Linked DNA regions of Mus musculus: regions 2, 3 and 4 are each linked to region 1. The links are chromatin contacts, called in public Micro-C and promoter capture Hi-C maps. All regions are on one chromosome and are shown on one strand. The core of a region is the stretch at or near the end of the contact, and the rest is flanking DNA. Distances in the headings are between cores, read along the strand shown.

The links. Promoter capture Hi-C pulls out the DNA fragments that hold promoters and counts their contacts. A called contact is a pair of places that touch in the nucleus more often than the background predicts.
Region 2: a contact with region 1 is called in a promoter capture Hi-C map of second pharyngeal arch cranial neural crest. The contact joins the enhancer-like site here to the promoter of Tmtc4 in region 1. A contact is called at or near these places in 10 of 39 promoter capture datasets (the 3T3-L1 cell line, 3T3-L1-derived adipocytes, the C10 cell line and 6 more), 5 of 115 datasets of contacts at active chromatin or transcription factors (craniofacial prominence, embryonic forebrain, embryonic stem cells and 2 more) and 2 of 9 other capture datasets (liver and macrophages).
Region 3: a Micro-C map of embryonic stem cells shows a contact between it and region 1, with 4 times the contacts expected there. The contact joins the enhancer-like site here to the promoter of Tmtc4 in region 1. A contact is called at or near these places in 1 of 39 promoter capture datasets (the C10 cell line), 2 of 484 Hi-C or Micro-C datasets (cerebellar granule neurons and embryonic stem cells), 2 of 115 datasets of contacts at active chromatin or transcription factors (bone marrow-derived macrophages and large pre-B cells) and 2 of 9 other capture datasets (adipose tissue and liver).
Region 4: a promoter capture Hi-C map of hippocampal neurons shows a contact between it and region 1, with 5 times the contacts expected there. The contact joins the promoter of 1700108J01Rik here to the promoter of Tmtc4 in region 1. A contact is called at or near these places in 6 of 39 promoter capture datasets (the 3T3-L1 cell line, cranial neural crest, embryonic stem cells and 3 more), 2 of 484 Hi-C or Micro-C datasets (cerebellum and embryonic stem cells), 14 of 115 datasets of contacts at active chromatin or transcription factors (SST interneurons, T-cell acute lymphoblastic leukemia, bone marrow-derived macrophages and 11 more) and 2 of 9 other capture datasets (adipose tissue and embryonic stem cells).

Annotation. Positions count from the first base shown.
Region 1 is chr14:122,981,642-122,986,277 of GRCm38.p6, reverse strand. It overlaps Tmtc4 (transmembrane and tetratricopeptide repeat containing 4), which reads left to right and starts at 2,995. Exons shown (of 18, transcript NM_028651.3): 1 at 2,995-3,106.
Region 2 is chr14:122,199,045-122,203,963 of GRCm38.p6, reverse strand. All of the region lies in intron 1 of Clybl (citrate lyase beta like), which reads right to left. Among named protein-coding and RNA genes, the nearest start is that of Clybl, 20 kb to the right of the region's middle. Within about 2 kb of position 3,588, at least 8 of the 459 cell types and tissues checked have an H3K27ac peak or open chromatin away from gene starts, as enhancers often do. A contact at or near this core is called in craniofacial prominence and second pharyngeal arch cranial neural crest, where this site is marked.
Region 3 is chr14:122,338,774-122,343,239 of GRCm38.p6, reverse strand. All of the region lies in intron 2 of Clybl (citrate lyase beta like), which reads right to left. Among named protein-coding and RNA genes, the nearest start is that of Gm25464, 47 kb to the left of the region's middle. Within about 2 kb of position 1,494, at least 9 of the 459 cell types and tissues checked have an H3K27ac peak or open chromatin away from gene starts, as enhancers often do. A contact at or near this core is called in cerebellar granule neurons and embryonic stem cells, where this site is marked.
Region 4 is chr14:122,230,587-122,235,434 of GRCm38.p6, reverse strand. It overlaps 1700108J01Rik (RIKEN cDNA 1700108J01 gene), which reads left to right and starts at 1,797. Exons shown (of 2, transcript NR_015532.1): 1 at 1,797-1,979. All of the region lies in intron 1 of Clybl (citrate lyase beta like), which reads right to left.

The sequences.
Region 1 (4,636 bases), core at 1,746-4,245:
GCTTCCCTTCCCCCTGAGGGACTGGCCACATGAAAGTATAGTATAGAGTTTATTCAGGGCATGGGGAGGAGAGTTAAGAGGGTAGTAGAGGCAGAGAAAGGCAGAGGCTGGCCATGGCCATGAGCACGTGGAGAGAGGGGAAAGGGAAGAGAATGGGGAAAGGGGGAGCAAGAACAAGAGAGAGGTAAGAGATCAAGAGAGGGAGGAGGGGGCAAGCATCCTTTTTTATAGTGGGTCAGGCCTACCTGACTTTTTGCTAGGTAACTGTGGGGAGGAGCATACCTGGCTGTTGCCAGGTAACTGTGGGGGTGGAGTTTAGACAATGCTAACAACAACAACAACAACAACAAAAACCCCTAGTCACACTAACTGAATCCACCTAAAATGTAAACATTTCAGAGCTCAACATGTTAAATGCCAAACACTATAACCATTCCCTAAACTATAACCAAATCAGCTTTGGTCTAAAATGTCCTAAAACCCAAAATTGATAACCACTCCCCAAGCTGTAAACAAATCAGCTTCAGTCCAAGATGTAAAAATTGATGATTTATAAGGCTTTAAAGTATTTTAAATTCTCTATTAAACATTAATTTCAAATCTAATGTTTACTTAACTTGTACATGTAGTAGTGTGGAGGGTATGGCCTATGGGGCTGAAAGGCACTTGGCAATTAGGATGTCTACATAAATTTGTCTTTCAAATATGTTTTGTTTACTCATACAAACATTCATTATAATACCATGCTAATATAATATCACGCTTAGACATATCATGGAGCAGGAGCAGTTGTTTGGGCAGAAACACCATGTACAGGGACGGATTCACAGGGAAATCTTCTCATAGGCTTGATCTTCATCCTCCATGAAGTCCTTCAACTGTGGCAGGCTGGGGATGGCACTGAAGGAGATCCTAGGAGGTCCTTGTGAGCATAGGCCAGGAGCCATCACAGGTAGGCCTGTGTGGGCCCAGTGACACACAGTGCCAGAAGTTCAATGGTCACTGAGGCCAGGGCCATACACAGTCTCAAGTCTTCTTGCTGATGGGAATCCACACTGAGGTTAGAGAAGCCTTGTCTCTGGAGCAGGACAGTTTGATCCTAGAGTAGAGACCACTCCCAATCTTTCAATTTATGTATTACTTCATTAGATGGTAGATTTGTGCTATCAGGGTTCACAGATTGTGACTAGTTGACCAGCATAGGAAGTGTCTACCTTGGGGAGTATTTCATTAGCTTAGTAAAACCTGTCCTGGACTTGACTTGTATTCAAGCTGCCAGGTGGCCAGCCTGGAGCTTGTAATTGTGGCCTGGCTCCTATCAGAGCTGCCTGGTGGCCAGTTTCTTTTTGCTTGTTTGTTTGCTTGCTTTTTTTGTTTGTTTGTTTTTGTTGTTGTTGGTTTTTAGAGATATTGATTTCTCTGTATAGCCCTGGCCGTCCTGGAACTCACTTTGTAAACCAGGCTGGCTTCGAACTCAGAAATCCGCCTGCCTCTTGGTGGGCAATTTCTATCTCACATACATTGCATTATTGCAAGTCGCACAAAATTGTTACTAAGTTACACAATTTCTTTAAACTTATATTCCTAACAATCAGTCAGTTGGTGGAGGAGGCATATAAAGGTAGAGGCACTTATAAATCAGGACCTTGACCATTCATTAGATGCCAGGACTAAAGCCGACTTTGGTTTGTGATACTCTGGCTGTCACAGACCACCAGAAGGAAGGCAGAGAAAGCATGACGGATGTCTTACTATTTGAGATGTGGTGGCATATACAAGGGGAGAAGCTAAGTGGGGAACTAGATAAATAGGTTTGAACTCCGAGAAAGCAAGGAAAAGAAGTGTAAATCTGAAATGTATTGATTGGAGTGTTGGCAGCAGATTAAATCATACAGGGAAATTTGTGGAGTAGGAGAAAAGGATGAGGCTTTTAAAACTCTTAGCGATCATTCAGGGCAGGCAAGCCAGTCAAATAGACTTGGGGGTGGGGTGGGGGAGGGGGACAGGAGAGAGAAAAGGCAATAGGCATAAAGAAGAGGGCATTTTAAGGAGGAGGAAATTGTGAGATGAGGTAGCATTGGGAAGCAAAATGTCCTCTGGCCTTAGTAAGGGCAGAAGACAGCAGAGGTGACTGGCAAATGCAGTTTCCCTGAATGAAAGCCAAATGAATGAAGTTGGAAACAGCTGTGGTTGGGGGTGGAGGTGGGGGTGGGGGAGGGGAGAAGCACTCTGCTTCAGCGATGAAGGGCAGCGAAAGGCAGGGTGACACATAGAGCAGAGGAAAGCTTGGAAGTCACTTGGTGCTGAGGATGCGGACTCCACTCCAAAGAGGGAGACAGATCAGAGACTGATGCTTTGAGGAGGGTCGGAGGTCATTGAGGTTTGAGGTCTGTAAGTCTGGTAGTGGAAAGTACAAAGGTTTTTTCTCTTGAAGGTGGCAGCACAAATAAGTACTAGGAGTGGAAACTGAGTGGGTGACCTTCCCATCAGGAGGGAGGTGTAGCACCTAGTGGTCGTGACTGTATGGCACTGCTCCAAAGGAGGCGCAGTCCTGAGGTTGCACGGCCTTAGGAGGAGGAAGTCACTTCCCGTTTCAAAGGGAGAAAGTGGGGACATTTCTTCAACAACTTCAGACAGAAAGAAGCGTGGAGTTGAGATTTTCTGCAGGGATTCCACAGCCCTCGGCGGAACGTGCGAGACAAGCCAGGAATAGGCTTAGAACGCACGGATCCGCAGGGAACAGCGGCCAGGCCCGGGAACCGCCGCTGCTGCTTCGCGTCCCAGCTGCGCTTTCTCTTCCCAGCAAAGCCTGTCTGCCCCTGCGCCTCCTTCGTGGCGAGCGCTCTGTTCCGACGTCACTCCGACACGGACCAATAAGCGGAAGAGGAGAGCGTGAGTGATGGAAAGGGCAACCGATGGTCCCGCGGCGGGAGGCGGGACTAGACGGGAGCGGGCAGCCGCGAGTGGGAAGCGGCGCGGCGGGGGGCGGGACGCGGCGGGGTGGGAGTGGGAGGGCAGCCCCTCCCCTGGCGGCGGCGGGCTGGGGAGCCGCCGGAGTTTAAGCACGCGGGAGGGGAGATGAGATCGCGGCTCGTGCTCCTTGCAGGTAAAGCGCGGGGCGGCCCGCTGAGGGCCGAGCGCAGCTGCAGGGCGCTCGGAGTTGGGCGCGGGCTCCCGGGCTCTCAGCTGAGCCGCCAGCCCTGCGCTGGGGCCCGGGGGCGGCGCCCGAGCTCTGCACCTCTACTAGAGTTAGCTCCGACACTCGAGCTGCCTCCCGCGGACGCCGCCCCGGGCGGTCTGCGCCTGGGTAGAAGCCGCACCCCGGACAAAGAGCGCGCGGTAAGGGTGCGCGCCCCGAGCTCAAGCTCCGGCACTGCCCTGCTACGGCCGAGGTCGCCGAGCCAGACCCTTGCCTGCTACTGTCTGACCCAGCCGTGCAACAGCTTTGTAACCCGGGAGTCCACCGGGTGCAGCGGCCACCTGGCCGCGGGGTCCCCGCGCCTGGTCGCCAGCTGGCCAAGGCACGGGCGACGGCTGGACACAGCCGGGTAGCTTGGCCGCCCGCCCAGGGTTACACGGAGAGCCACCCAGCAGAGCCAGGAGTGCCAGTTACTCTACGCTCAACTGTGGAGCAAAGCTGGTACCACTGGCCTGGGAGCCTGGAACGGCTGCCAGGAGTTGGGGGAGCCAAGCAGGTGGTGTAGCAACCGCCTCACCTCCTGCGAACTCCACGGGGAGTCTGGGTTGTTGATGTTGTGACTGTGGGCTGTTTGTGTTTTCTTTCTTTTTATAACTACACACAAAAGAAAGGAGGAGTTAGAGGACAGATATCTCCACTGAATCATCCACACTTTGCTCTCTCCCCGTGAACAGATGGATGGGGAGAATTATAGTAAGGATTGACTGGAACCATTTTTGCCCCTTGTACCTGCATCCCCCGAAAGCTGTGCACTATAGGTGGAACTGGGGCAAAGTGAGGTATGCTCGCCCACCTGGGTGGGAAAATGGTTACATGCTAGCAAAGTGGAAACTTTCTGAGGCAGAAATTCTGAATGTGAAACCTCAGATGGGCAGCCACTTCTTGAATTAGGAAGATGGGTCACAACAGGATTCACCTTACTCTGCTTTTGGCCCATCACTACAGAGGATGGCTGGCTCCTTTGCCTCTAGCACAATGTGTGCTAGCTCTCTCTGCATCGTGCCAGATACGGGTGGTCAGAAACTATCACATTATTTAATCTGATTTCTAGAGGCAAGGTTGCCCTCCATCCTGAAGGGCAACTGGCCCTGGATGCATTGCCCTTAATGTAAAGGACAAGAGGCTCTCCATGCCTGTGGAAGAGTCTCCAGTTAGGTGGCTGCAGCCGGTTCCCCGTTTTCCCGGGGTGAATCAATTAGGTTGGGTCACTCTGCCTCATTGCAGCCAGGGCTGCTGTGACCATTGTTATCGGAAGCTTACAGTTCACAGCTCAGTGCCATTTAGCCTCTGGGGAGATATTGTTTGAGGTCTTTTTGACCTTTTGATTATTGACAGATGAATATATTTTAACCCCCTATAAAACCGAGGCTTAATATTAAGAGTTTGAGTATTGGGGATGGAGACTACTGGTTTGTTCCACATTGAACCTCTCTAAGG
Region 2 (4,919 bases), core at 2,339-4,838, 780 kb after region 1:
TCCAGCACGCAGGAGCTGAACTTGCACGTGACCTTTCTGACAGAAAGGCTGGGGAGAATGTGAATCTGGTGACTCTAAGCAAGAGTCAGAGGGAGCTACCCTCAGACAGCAAATGCCACCTCTGAGCCAGGTGCTCGAATTCCCTGAGACCTAAGAAGAATCATAACATCTCCATGGAAGACAAGTTCCCACAAGGAACTAGGCTTAAGACTGTACCAGAGAAGCCAGGAAGCCATGGGCAAGTCTGTCGTTTCAACCACCTCGGGGCTAGGATTAGCTCGTTTGGTAGAGTGCCTGCCTTGCATGCATAGAGTCATGGGTTTGATTTCCAGACCACAGAAGTCCAGTACACTCCTGTAATAACATTTGGGAAGTGAAGGTAGAAGATTAATCCTTGGCTCATCCTATAGTGTGTTTAAAGGCTGGACTGTGCTACATGAAACCCTGTCCTAAACACACACACACACACACACACACACACACACACTATAGATAAATATAATTTAAATTCTTTTTAATTAGAAAAAAAATAAGATCCACCTTTAGATTAAAAAACCTGGAATTGGGTTAGCCACTGTCAGGACCATTTGCCAGCCCTACAGGTAGCCAATAACCTGTATCCTGACCCCATTTCAGGGAGTACTCCCACCACACAAATGGAAATGCTCCCCCACTCCTCTAGTGCTGAGGGCTCTGCGAGCCACGCTTGCCCCAGGCTCAGAACTCCCGCCCCCTGTTCCGCAGCCGGAGTCGGAAACAGAAATCGCATTGTCACAACACGTAGTCAATAATGGCAACGTGCGTGCCCGCCACACTTAAAGGCACGCTTGTGAATCTGACAACCTAAGTCTCGAGACTCCGTTACAAAATGATTGCTGACCAGGGCCCGACACTCAGGTTCGTAAGCCCGTCTGTCCGTTCTGCCTTCCTGCTGGCCCTCTAGGCCCATAAAGAAGGACGTCCAGTGTCTTACAGTATGAGAGCCAGCCAGTCCTCACTTCCCAGGCTGCTAATGGTTTCACATAAAATGAGCTCCCGGGATTTTACTGCCATTCCGCAGCAACTTCACAAGTGAGAAGATGAGGACACATGAGTCTTCTCGGTTCAGGTCTAAGGAGGAGGAACTTTTCCACGTGGTATTTCAAATACACTGCCTCGCTGGGCTGCTGGGTAATAACAGGGATCTAGTCCGTGAGTTAGGGAGACCAGGAATAAGTCGCCAAGTTCTCTCTAGAGAGAGGGGGATTTGAATTCGCTTCCTAATCCATGGCTGTAAAAGCCACCGGGCGTTTGCATTCCACTTACACAGTATAGACGGGTGGACATCAGCTGCTTTGCGTTTCGACAAGTAATTAGAAGAAAACATTAAATCGCACGTTCTGACCACATAAAGCGGCTTTGTGCCCATGCTCACAGCCCAAGGATTGCTGTAACGCACGGGGGTGGGGGTGGGGGTTGATCATGGGAGCCGCACGAGAGAAAAGGCCCGAATGGACCTGTAAACCTTGTGTTTTAATATGTGTACATTTATATGGAGTTTTAACAACACCCAGCACACCAAACAGCGCCAATGAGCTGCTTTCAAAAGAAAACACCTCCTAGAAGCCTTTAAAACAGAGCTGGCTACCCGAAAATGCATGAAATCTCCAGTCGGGGTATGTTTGGCTATTTGCTGAGAGCTGTTTCTGCCCAGAGATGATTTACCAACATACTTTGTTTGGAGAAAGGAAACCTAAAAATGATACAAAGTTAAAAATAAGTTTTCAACTTCCAAAAGCAGCTGACAGGCCAGTGAGAGGCTTAGCCAGCCAAGGTGCAGGCCTGACCACCTGAGCTGGATCCCAGAAACTCACAGTAGAAGGAAGGTAATGGGTGTGAGCATTGTCCTCTGACCTCCACACATGTATGGTGGTATGCACGCATGCATGCATACACACACACACTGTACTGCTTTCTTGCTCTCTCTCTCTCTCTCACACATACTACACACATACATACACACACACACACAGACTTTTAAGGTAGCATCTTTATTTCTATGTCTAACATCTTTATGTCTAAGAAATAACAATTAGTCATTTTCTTCTTATCTTTTAAAAATACAAATTAACTTTTAAGCCAGGCGTGGTGGCACACGCCTTTAATCCCAGCACTTGGGAGGCAGAGGCAGGTGGATTTCTGAGTTCGAGGGCAGCCTGGTCTACAAAGTGAGTTCCAGGACAGCCAAGGGCTCCACAGAGAAATCCTGTCTCGAAAAACAAAAAACAAAACAAAACAACAAACAAGTTAACTTTTAAATGCCAAATATATAATTTAATATATATTTAAAAAAAAAATAGGGGCCAGACATGTTGGTGCATGCCTGTAATCCCAGCAGAGGCAGAGGTAGGCAGGTCACTGAGTTTAAGGCCAGCCTGATCTACAGTCTAAGCTCTAGACTGGCCAGGGCTACACAGAGAAACTCTGACTCAACAAAAAGAACCAAATCCAAACAAACAAACAAACAAACAAAACCCCACAGTTCGGTATGAGAAACTTGAACTAGTTTTAAAACTTAAAAACACTTCAAATTCAAATAAAATAAGATTCCATATAAATGACTTACGTACACATATTTCTTAATATGTATATTCTTAAGCTTTCAAGACACAACAAAACACAACTTAGAACTCCCTCACACAGTTTTTTCTTTTTGATGACCACAGATCTTCTGGTATCATTAGTCATAAATGTACAAGTGGTGAAAAGTACCCAGCTGCCCAAAATTATTTACTTTGTAGCACAAACGACAAAGGATGTAACACCCACTAACTGACCTGCAGAGAAGGGCGGGCGTTAATTTATTCTGCCTGCCTTGGGTTTTACTTTCTGTTAAAACAAGACTTGTTGCCATATTTAACCCTTTCATCACATTTTTTAAGAGACCAAAGAATAGAGAAAAAGACAAAGTGGCAAGGAGCCAACATTTGTGAGTTCCAAATCTGTTAGTGCCTTCGAGCTTAGGACTTAAAAAGAAGCATAAAATTGGTCAGATTTTGGTGGTGGTGGCCCAGGGACCCTGAGCATTTTAGGTCACTCCGCCCATCACTGAGCCACACTCCCAGCCTGTGATTATTTTCCCTCTGAAAAGCGCAGTGTTAAATAGGAATCTTATCGCTCTTACTGTATACACCACGCATTTTATGTGCAGCGTAGCTCTGGCGGTCCTTTGCCATTCACTGGCCCAACCATGGAATCATGAATGAACGGAAAGTATGAACAGAAAGTCAGAAGACCTAACTGGATGATCCTTCTGGCTGAACGACAACAGGGGCCAGCTTATTAGTTCCCACATATAGAAGCCCTTTGTAACTGCAACCCAGGAATGTCATCTGTCTTGAATTATGTCCACCTGGGATTACATCCCGATGACCAACACCGGCAGAACGCTGGGACCTGAGAACTTCACTGCTTTGGTGATTGACATTTAAACTGTTTGAAGTTTCTAATTAAGGTCTCTTAACAAATTAACTGCAGATGTAGGAAGCTAAGTGTGCAGTAGGCAGAGATCCCAAGTCACCTGAGAGCTGCAAACAGCTAGAACCGGCTCAACACAGTGAGCTCATTAAAGCCGAGGGGCCTGCACTCCTGGTGCCATCACAGTTGCGCTGGCTCATTTAGCTTTCCCAGAGCACCAAGGGCTGAGGTGCAGGAACCCAGGGCCTCCTGCATATCAGAGATGCTCTACCACCCGAGCGGCATCCCCAGACCCCCAGTGTTGTAACTGTAGGGCAGGAGATGGAAATGCCCTGGGAATAAATACCACTCAGACCAGCCATTAAGTCTGTTGTATTGACAGGTTCCAAAGACACCTTGAAACAACCTCTGGACACATCCATGACAGAGTTTCCTGACAGGTTAAGGGAGGTGAAACAACACCCATTCCATGGGCTGGGGTCAGGGACTCAATAAAAAGGGGAAGGCTGGTAAGCGCTAGCATCCACTTCTCTCTGCTTCCCAAACCACCTCACCATGCTTTCCTACCATAATGGATGGTCCCCGCAGCCAGTGAGCCCAAACAAACCCTTTCTTCCTCATGTTGCTTAGCAACGACAAAGCAGCACACCAACCAGGCTACAGGATGAAGAGCCAGCTTGATGGGTCCATCATTTTCACTGCCTACCCATTGCCCAGCAGGTTGTAAATTAGAAGTCCTATGCTGACGAGTGCCCCCATACTCAACCTTGTCCTGTCCTAACTCCCATGGGGCATGCAAGTCCCCTTTCCCAGGAACCCATCTCTTCCTCCCATGTCATCTTCTAAAGGCAGCACCCATGAGGGTGTCCCAGACACCCCCAGAAAGTCATCCCCACCTCTGTTATCTCAACAGCACTCTGAGCTTATCCCTGTGTGATGGTTAATCCTAACCGTCAACCTGATAACATCTAGAAATACCCAGGTGCCTATAGGGAATATCTTAACTAGGTTACCAGAGTGGAAAGTCTGGCCCACTGTGGGCAGCACTATTCTCTAGGCTAAGAACCTGGACTGTAGAAACAGAGTGAGCTAACCACAAGCATTCACATATCTCTCTTTACATTTTTTAAAAAGTTATATATATTTTCATGTGTCTGAGTGTTTTCCCTACATGTATGTCTGTGCACGCACATGTGTTTAGTGCCCACAGGGGCCAGAAGAGGGCATCAGATTCCCTGGTTGTGAAATGCCATGTGGGTGCTGAGAACTGAACCTAGGGCCTCTGGAAGAACAGCTAGTGTTCTTAACCACTGTGCCATTTCTGCAGCCCATTTCTAGACAGTGTAATGTGACTACAGCTTCAAATTTCTGCTGCTGACATTATGATGGACTGAAATCCCAAAATGTGAGTCAAAATAAATCCTTTCTCCCATAAGTTACTATTTTCAGGGCATCTTACCACA
Region 3 (4,466 bases), core at 245-2,744, 640 kb after region 1:
TACATAACCTCACATCCCAATGTTTGTCTCTGTCTATCTCTGTCTCTCCTTCTCTTTCTCCCCATGTGTGAGCCTATATGTGTCTGTGTGCCTACCTGTGTGTGTGTGTGTGTGTGTGTGTGTGTGTGTCTGTCTGTCTGTCTGTATTCAGAGACCAGGCTATCAGTAGCTCTCTGTTGTTGTTGTGTTAAAAGATTTATGTGTATTTGTGTACGTATGTCACATGTATGCAGGTCCCTGAGAGGCCAGAGGGTATCAGATGCCCTGGAGCTGGAGCTCCTGATATCCTGGTATGGGTCCTGGGAGCCAAACACAGGTTCTCTGAAAGAATAGTATATGCTCTTCTCTCTGAGTTCTCTCTCCAGCCCTGGCTCTACCATCTTTAATCTGCAACTCCCAAATATTCTCCCTCTCCCTGTTCCTCTCCCTCTCTTAGCAATGAGCCTAATGAGGTAGCAAGAATGTAGAAGTGTCTAAGGTCAACCTTAGAAGCTACATTCGTAGTTACCAAACTTAACTCCAAGGTAATATATAACTACAGAAGAATCTGAGGAATAAAATTGTATGCCAAAAGGAAGAGAAACTGGGTTTGCTGACCTCTATCACATAAATTCTTATATATGACCATACTATAGTACAAGAATCGGAAGCCAGATATGTATTTTAACAGTGATAACATTTTCAATATTTTCTCAGTTGTGTCCTCTCAACCACACCCCTTCAAACATACATTAAAGATAAATATATATTAAATAGATGGTTTCTGCCTCCAAGAATATCCAATCTGATTCTTTTCCTTCTCCTTCTTAGGGAACACATTATGGTCACAATAAAAATTATCCATGGAAGGGAATAGTTATCAAGAATAAATCCAGGTTCCAAAAGAATAGAATTTGACTAAGCCCACTTGGCTGAGAAAGGGTGAGCAGCTGCCTACAGACTCCCTGGCCCTTATTTGCATCTTCAGTGTTATGCATATTTTTGCTAAGCACTATCCCATTATCTGTAGGTGAGAGGAAAAAGAAAATCCTACCTGTAGCAGGCCTTCAGATCCCCTCCCAATTCCTGAGAAATCTCAGCCAGCGGGGGTTAGGAAGGATTGGGCCTTTGATCTTCCTTGCTGATTGTCTAGTCAGGTCTAGGTGGCTTAGTAACAAAAAACACTGAATCTCACAGTTCTGTAGGCTGGGAAATCTAAGACCAAAGCACCAGTAGGTTTGATGTCTGGTGAAGACCCACTCCCTGATTCATGGCGGTGCCTTCCCACTGCGTCCTAATATGATAGAGGGGGCAACAAACTCTTTAGAATCTCTTTTATCAGGACACTAATCTCATTCACAAGGGCATCTCGGATATTACTTTTTCAACCCAAGGAATTCCAGAATGACACGCATGTTTAAATCACAGCAGAACTACAGGCTTCCTGCTGGGACTACCAGCAAAAACAAAGCCACACCCACGGTGGGCCACTCCCAGGCAAAAGAAGAGGATGGGTGTCAGGGTGCATAGGGAGGCAGAGGCAGGTGGATCTCTGTAACTTCATAGCCAGCTCAGTCAATGTTCCAGGCTAGTCAATGCTATAAAGTAAGCCCCTGTTTTGTTTTGTTTTGTTTTGTTTTGTTTAGAAAAAAAAAAAAGGAAGAAAAAAGAAGAAAAAAGAAAGAAAGAAAGGAAGGAAGGAAGGAAGGAAGGAAGGAAGGAAGGAAGGAAGGAAGGAAGGAAGGAAGAAAGAAATCAAGCATCCTCAAAATCATATTTTCAGCCTGCCTGCCTCCCCACTTTTGTTTTTTTGAAACTGGGTCTCATGTAGCCCAGGACAGATTCAAACTCACTAAGTATCTCAGGCTGGCCTCAAGCTCTTGATCTTTTTGCCTCCACACCCCAAGTACTGTTGGTCACTGCTAGTAGAATTGATATCTTGTGGTAGACTGAGGTAGCCTAAAATATGGTGGGCAGCACCTCTGCTGGAGTTCCACTCTGGGTTAACTGTTGTCATCCATCCCTAATCCATGAGCTGAAAGGCAATATCCAGTGTGATCACATCTGGAGGTGTGCACAGCCTTTGAGAGGTCACACGGGCGGAGCCCTTGTGAAAATATGTTAAGAGAGACTCTAAAGAGTTCTCAAAGGAAGACAAAAGAAAAAAAATCCCTTCTCTGCAAACTATTTAAAATAGACAGGTGCTAGCAGCCAAGGATGGCAGGTAACAGGGTGGGGGTGGGGTCAGAGGCCTGGAATGTGGGGGCCAGGGTTACAGCCCGAGTGAGCATATATTTCCAGCACTTCATAGTGCTACCATATTATTTCCAAAGACTGGGAGACAAAGGGGCAGCCCTGTAGCCCAGCGATCATACATTAAGATATACTGTGTACTTTCTACATGGCAGGCACCATGTTGGTGTTGGATGGAGACCTGCTAATTGAATCCTCATACCTTCTATATATTAAAAGTCAGCAGCAGACGAGACAGACTGACTCCTCATCCCATCCCATCAGTCCCCAGTGCAGAACCGACTCTGAGTGGCCCCTTTTGATAGTGGTTTGCAGTCTGCTAACCAAAGCCAACACAAAGCGTTCCAGAAACGCAAAGTACTCAGTAATTTGACCTGGCCCCACAAGGTCAGTATCTTTAGCAAATCTAGAAGAAAAAAATTTATTTATTTATTTATTTATTTACTTACTTACTTACTTTGAGATAATATGACAAAAACATTTTGGTGCAGAATTTTAAGGCAGAAAAGACGCTGCCTCTATCACTCCTAACTGAGAAAGGCGAAACCACAGCACTTCTTCCTAGCAGGATGCAACTAGAATGGAACTAGAGAAGCAAAGGGACACACAGATGGCCCTGCGCTTAGAAAATACTCAGGGTCACAATCTGGACCATCTGCTAGGTGTTCAGGAAACAGAGCTGAGATGATTTTAGGATTCAATGTTACAGCTTTAGCGCTCACCAGGACCCTCCTCATCTCTCTGACCTGCAAGGCTGTCATCGTCCTCAGAAGTACCACCCCAATCAAGTGGCTTACATCACTTACCCTTTAACCATTCACAGCAGTTGTGCTGAGGACAGGGGAGGGGGGGTCCTCTTTTGAGTCACACCCCTGATCCCTCCTTGAATAGGTAGTTCATGGGACATGGCATCTGAAAGCCAGAAGTATGTGTAGCAATCACTCTTTTAAGACAAGACTTGCTCACAAATACTAGGCACAACAGTGTTCAACTTTAATCCCAGCATTTGGGAGGCAGAGGCAGGTGGGTCTAAGATTGAGGCCAGCTGGACACCCAAGTTCCAGGATACCCAAAACTATTCTGAGGAACATGCTATCACTGGGCTTTATGCAAAGCCACAAGCTCAGGTCTTTTTTTTTTTTTTTTTTTTTTAACAACATAGTATTTCCAACTAAAATCTGTACTTAAAACCACAAGAAAAGTGAATTTCTACAATTCTGTAACCCCAAACCTCTACATGTTGTCTATGAATTATTACAGTGCAAAGGGCTCTCTCTGGTCATCTGTGGCTTCTCTAATAGACATAAGTTCTCCTCAAACCCATAACAACACAACAGCAAATCCTGGGGCTTCGGAAGCCATAATGGTATGGACTTTCACATGGTATCTGGAATCGCTTTCATGCCTTCCCTCCCCAAAATGCAGGACTGATCATATCACACGGTCGGGGACACAAGCTTTGGCTTGAGTTTCCTGGTCAGCTGTTAAACCCACTACATACGTTTTGGTTTTCAGAGTGACTGGAATTAGGAATAGAAAGTGGAGTATAATTGGAGAGTGGACTCACACCACTCTCTCTTTCCCAGAGGTTTGAAAGACCCATCGGTCAGTAGGACACCACCACCTTGTCACTAAAAAGGTGATTCTCCTCTAGAGTCATCTCGTGGCACTTCTGTTTCTCTGAAGGCTTCAGTGAGGCCTGTGGCCTCTCAGATATATCCCAGATAACAAAATGTAACAGCCCCTTGGAGACCTGGGTCTGGAGCTGAGGGCCTGTCTTTTCCATGGATGTTTAAAAAACAGCTCTGACTGGACCCCAAGGGGCAGCCTGCTTCAAAGGGCAGCTGGAAGGCCATGTGGGGATGGAGCATGGCACCTGTGCCCAGGGCTATCAGGCCTATCTTGAAAACAGAATGGAGAGCTTGTGCCCTGGGTTCCCAACAGGCAGCTAATTTCGCCTGCCATTTCTAGTCTTCCTCTGGCTCCAATTGCTTCTCGGCTTCCTCTTTTGCCTCAGATGGGCAGGTTTCCAGAGCTGTCAGATTTTCTTCTGCCCAAGTTAACAGGGACATTGATTTTGGAGGAAGGCAGGCCCTTCCTCCCACCCTCGTCCTTGCCCAGCTCCTGGCTGGATCTCGCCAACACTGTGGTATTGTCTGGTTTTATTAGTACTGCCTGGCTGAGGCCTCCCTTCCCAGGTGGCCCTGGTGGCTCTGGCTTCCTCTACTTGGCAT
Region 4 (4,848 bases), core at 548-3,047, 750 kb after region 1:
CAATGTACGTGTATGTGTTATACACTGTATATGTGTATGTGTATGTCTGTGTGCACTGTGTGTGCATGCTATGTGAGCATGTGTATCTGTGTGTGTGTTGTGCTGTATATATGCTATATGCTATCTGTGTATATGCACACTATATGTGTGTGTGCACTCTTGTGTGCACACTAGAGGTCAGGTATCTTTCTCAATCACTTTCAACCTGTTTTCCCCCTAAAGTAGGGCCTTACTAAGTAGCCCTGACTGTCTTGGGTCTCAATATGTAGACAAGGCTGACCTTGAACTCACACAGATCTCCCTGCCTCTGCCTCCTGAATGCTGAGATAAAAACCATGCCCAGCTCCAACCTTATTTTTTGAAGCAGAGTCTCTAAGTGAACCTGGCTGGCTAGCAAGTCCCAAGAATCTTCTGTCTCCACCTCCTCAGTGCTGGGTCACAGTGTACAAGCTGTGCCTTTCCTGTACATGAATGTTGCTGATCAAGAACTGAGCCTCCTGCCTACACAGCAAGGAGGAGGCCATTCCCTTGGCCATCCATCCCCCTTGGCCCCATCAAGATAACGTTTAGTGTGGAAACAATTTGCCTCCCATAACCTGTCCTATTTTATACTTTGTAGACTGAAACCGGTACACGTGCAGAGTCCAATCGTTCTAATTGTTCTAATTATCATCACACCCTGATCCTGCTGCAGAAGACAGCAGGTGGCCTTTCCGTTCCTCCGGAGGGAGCTCCCTGTGGGCAGGCTCAGCTTCCTGAGGAGGACTGCCATGGGGTCCTTCCATAAGGTGCATGTTGCTGCAACCCAGGCTGCTACGTGTTCAATATCAGCATATTAAGTGCTCAGTGCTCTGCTCAGAACAGATCAAAGCCTATGGAAAAACAAGGTCTCACTATGTACCGTTGGCTAGCCTGGAACTCACTAAGTAGAGCAGATTGACCTGGAACCTGTGTCAACCCTTCTGTCCTGCCTCCTGAGCACCCTCATATCTGCCGTTATGATTTTGGACCTTGAGTCCCCAGAAACCCTAAAGCTCCCAAACACAGCTCTCTTCTCTGTTCCTCTCTGATGGGTCTCCACCAAACCCATTCGCTTAGAAAGAACCTGCATCCTAAACCAAAACTCCAACATGTGAGTTCAATAGGCAGAAACTTGGGTGGGCATAGGACACTTGGACCCGGGCATATCAGCATCCCTCTAGGAGACCCCTAGTTAAAAGTGGTAGTCACATGACCCATAGAAGTGCTGCCTTGCCACACCCAAACATAGCCGAGAGCATCTTTCTTTCGGCAGCAGGGCCCCCTTACTTGTGTGACTGTATGACCATCGCTGGTAGCCTTTTAGTGGTAATAGAAATTTTCACATTAATGCTGTAAATTCTGCAACATATTTTGACGCCTGATATATCAGATGCGGGGGATGGGGATAAAAACCACAACTGCATAATGAAAAAACATTTATTTTCCCCCTTAGTCCTAGCAGGTCAGCAATTGCAAGCCACTCTGCAAACATACATGAGGTTAGGGACATGGAAGGAGAGGCTAGCCAGCGTCTCACAGCACAAATCACTGTCCCGAAATTTAAGAAGAAAGGAGGATGGGAGCCCTTGGGAGGAAGACCTATAAGATTGGCGAGAGTCCCAGTGTAAAGCGGATTGTTTCTAGAACCATCTTGGAGAGGTTCTTCCACCGGGGGGTCTGCTCCAGGTGGTACACCCACCGGGTCAACCCTTTGTAGTGAGGGCCATCCCGGCATCACCCAGCCAGTTCCAGACCCCTTGCAGAACGCGGAGGTTGGCAACAGCAACGGCTTTTCTGGATGCGTCAGTATTCACCTCCACCCCCCAGGCCTTTCCCAAATGTCTGTTCCTTTCTCCCTCAGCCCCACTGCTACTACGCCCCGGGTGGGCTTCTCAACCCTGCTGTCTGTGAATGTCCCAAAGCCCACAGGGGCCTCCAGTCCAGGACTCGGCTAGCAGGTAGGCCCTGTCCTCTGCCATCCTTCCTGCTTCCGTTCTGGCAAGAGAAAGCCCTCAGCCAGCCCTCCCCGGACAGATCTTGGAAATGATTAATCTCTCAGATTAAACTGAATGAGCTCAATATAAAAATATTTTTAAAAAACAGTAGGGTCGTTAAAGAGTGACAGATTTAAGCGCCATCTGGGCTCGCTGGTCAGGGTGGCGCGAATTCCATCAAACGGCTGAACGGTGCACGATCTGAGAATCCCATCTGTTTTATCTAACATGCCTCCGTCCGACAGTTTTGCCATTTTGATGTTAAGAGTTGTTTAAAGAAAACATTATTCTATGGGATATAGAATAATGCTCTCTCTAAACTCCCTGAATGAAAATGTACACTTGATTATCACAATGTCTGATGGACTGGAAGCGCCACTGGATCCTAACAGTGGTCCCCGAGCAACTCCAAACGGACTTCTTTTCACACACATGGTCATTTCCACCAGTTTATTTTTGTAAACCTTCGGGACCATATGTGGAGATGTTTCTTCGGGTTATCCTATGAAAGTACACTTTAGGGTTTTTTGTTTGTTTTGTTTTGTTTTGTTTTTGTCCCCACTGAAAACTATATTGACTAAAAACTATATATATATATATATATATATATATATATATATATATATATATATATATAATAAAATGGGATTTTTTCTTTCTATTATTAATCCTTTCTCTGTATCCCTCAACTAAAATATTTTTATGGAAATATTGCTGTGAAAAATACTCATGAAACACTCAGGCAGTTTTAATTATCCATGAGACTTATGTTTTTCTTCTTTCTTTAAGCAGAGGGGGGACCCATCCCTAGCCTTTCTGTTTCTGACCCTGGCCACTTTGGAATGCTTCTCTGCCTGCTTAGGCTGTAAAACAAGTTCTAGAAACATCATTTGGATTTCCCTGTGCCTGTTGACATGGTTCTGTTTCTGAAATAGTGGCAAAACAAACAAACAAAAAACAAAAACAAATAAAACCCAGATATATACTGTGGCCACTTCATCTTTAACAAATGAAGAAAAATCATTTCCAAAAGAAATCTAGGAGGGTGAGAAAGGATAGTATAGCAGGCTAAGTGGGTCTAATGTACATTACGTACACTTATGAAAATGTCATTAATCGGTACTTTAAAAAAGAATAAATGTATCCTCCGCATTTAAGACATTTTTGAAGAATCCTATTTTAATCAGACTGTCCTTTAACTGGAAAACACTGCTCCTCTTCAACATGATCAATATGGTGATTAGAACTTTGGCCCATAAAATAAAGGGGGGCTAATTTTCCTGTTATGCTACTGTTATGCAGCACATTACAGTATTTTACAAACCCGTGGATACTAAGCTGTCATAAACCAAGAGCAATCTGGTTCCAAGCAACTGGAACCAGAAGAGAGATTGCTCATTATCACCATATTCATTATTAATTTTAGTCATCTTTTTTTTTTTACAGGTACTGAGTAACTCAGTCTCACAGTCAAAGCCTTTAGAGATTTTCATATCACATGTTTTTGCTAACATACAAGTCACTGGCAATTTTTTAAAAGCTGGCACAATACCCGCGAAGAACATAGGCATTTATCATTTCTTTACACCTACCGAGTACCTCTCCCAACACTATGTGTAGCAGTGTACGGAAGGGCACACTAAGGTTGGCTATCTCTAATAACCACAACTATTACTTAACATTCCCATAGAATAACTACTAGAAAACAAAGTGACAGTCAGGCGTGGTGGCACACACCTCAGAGGCAGAAGCAGGTGGATTTCTGTGAGTTCAAGGCCAGTCTGAACTACATAGTGAGTTTTAGGACAGTCATAGCTACATACAGACCCTGTGGCAATGGCCCCCAACTCAAAAAAAAAAAAAAAAAAAAAGTTCTTTCTCAAATATCCTTCATTTGATTAAATAAAGAAGAACAATTTTATGTATTATTTTTTAAGTGGCATTTCACAGACAGATTTGAAGTACCCACCTCGGGGCATCACAGTGATCCCAGAGGGGGAAAAAATGACTCTGCAGCTGACAGATTTTTCAAATGGAAAAGCAAACAGTAAAATGGCTCAGAACCTTTATTTTCCCCAAAAGCTACTCAGGACAGTCCAGAGTTCTAGAAAGACACTGGAACTCTTCGTCTAGGGCGACTGTCCCCAGAGCCGAGGCGGCATCTAGCTCACAGTTAGGACATTGATTTATCGTAGAGTTACAATCTATTTAGGTCACCTAACCAAAGCAAAGGCTGAGACAGTTGGCTTTTTCTTTCCCCTCTAAGTTTGAAAACTAAATCAGAAATGGCTTTGGAAGGCCTAACACTCTTCAAGGCATCCCCGAAGCCCGAGCTCGCACCGCTTATTAAAGTTTCTTTATATTTGTGGGTTTCGCCCCGTGTCACCTCTAATAAAAGAAACGAGCTCCGTCATGCTCCAGGCTCGGTCCCCCCCGCCCCCCTTGCCTATTCAGACCCGCAATGCTCTGCGGCTTGGCTTCAGTGAAAATGGAGCCGGTTAGGTTGTCACTGAGAGGTGCCAGCTGGCTTCTGCACAAAGGTGACAAGCTTTCTTTGTTGCTAATCCTTTTGGCTTTCTTAGTGTCCCTAAGTCACACAGGCACGCACCAGGCATTTCCATCAGGTGGACACAGTGTTGATGCCGGCAGCATGGTGCCTGCGCCCCTAGACGAGTACACCACACAGCCTGGCACACACTCTTTCGGTGGGCACGTGAGAAAAGAGGCTGGTTACACTTTGAGCTGCTTCTGTGGCCCAGCAGTGGAACTCGAGTACACACTTGGCCATGGGATGCAGGGTGGACAGCCATGTAGGCTGCAGGACAGAATGACA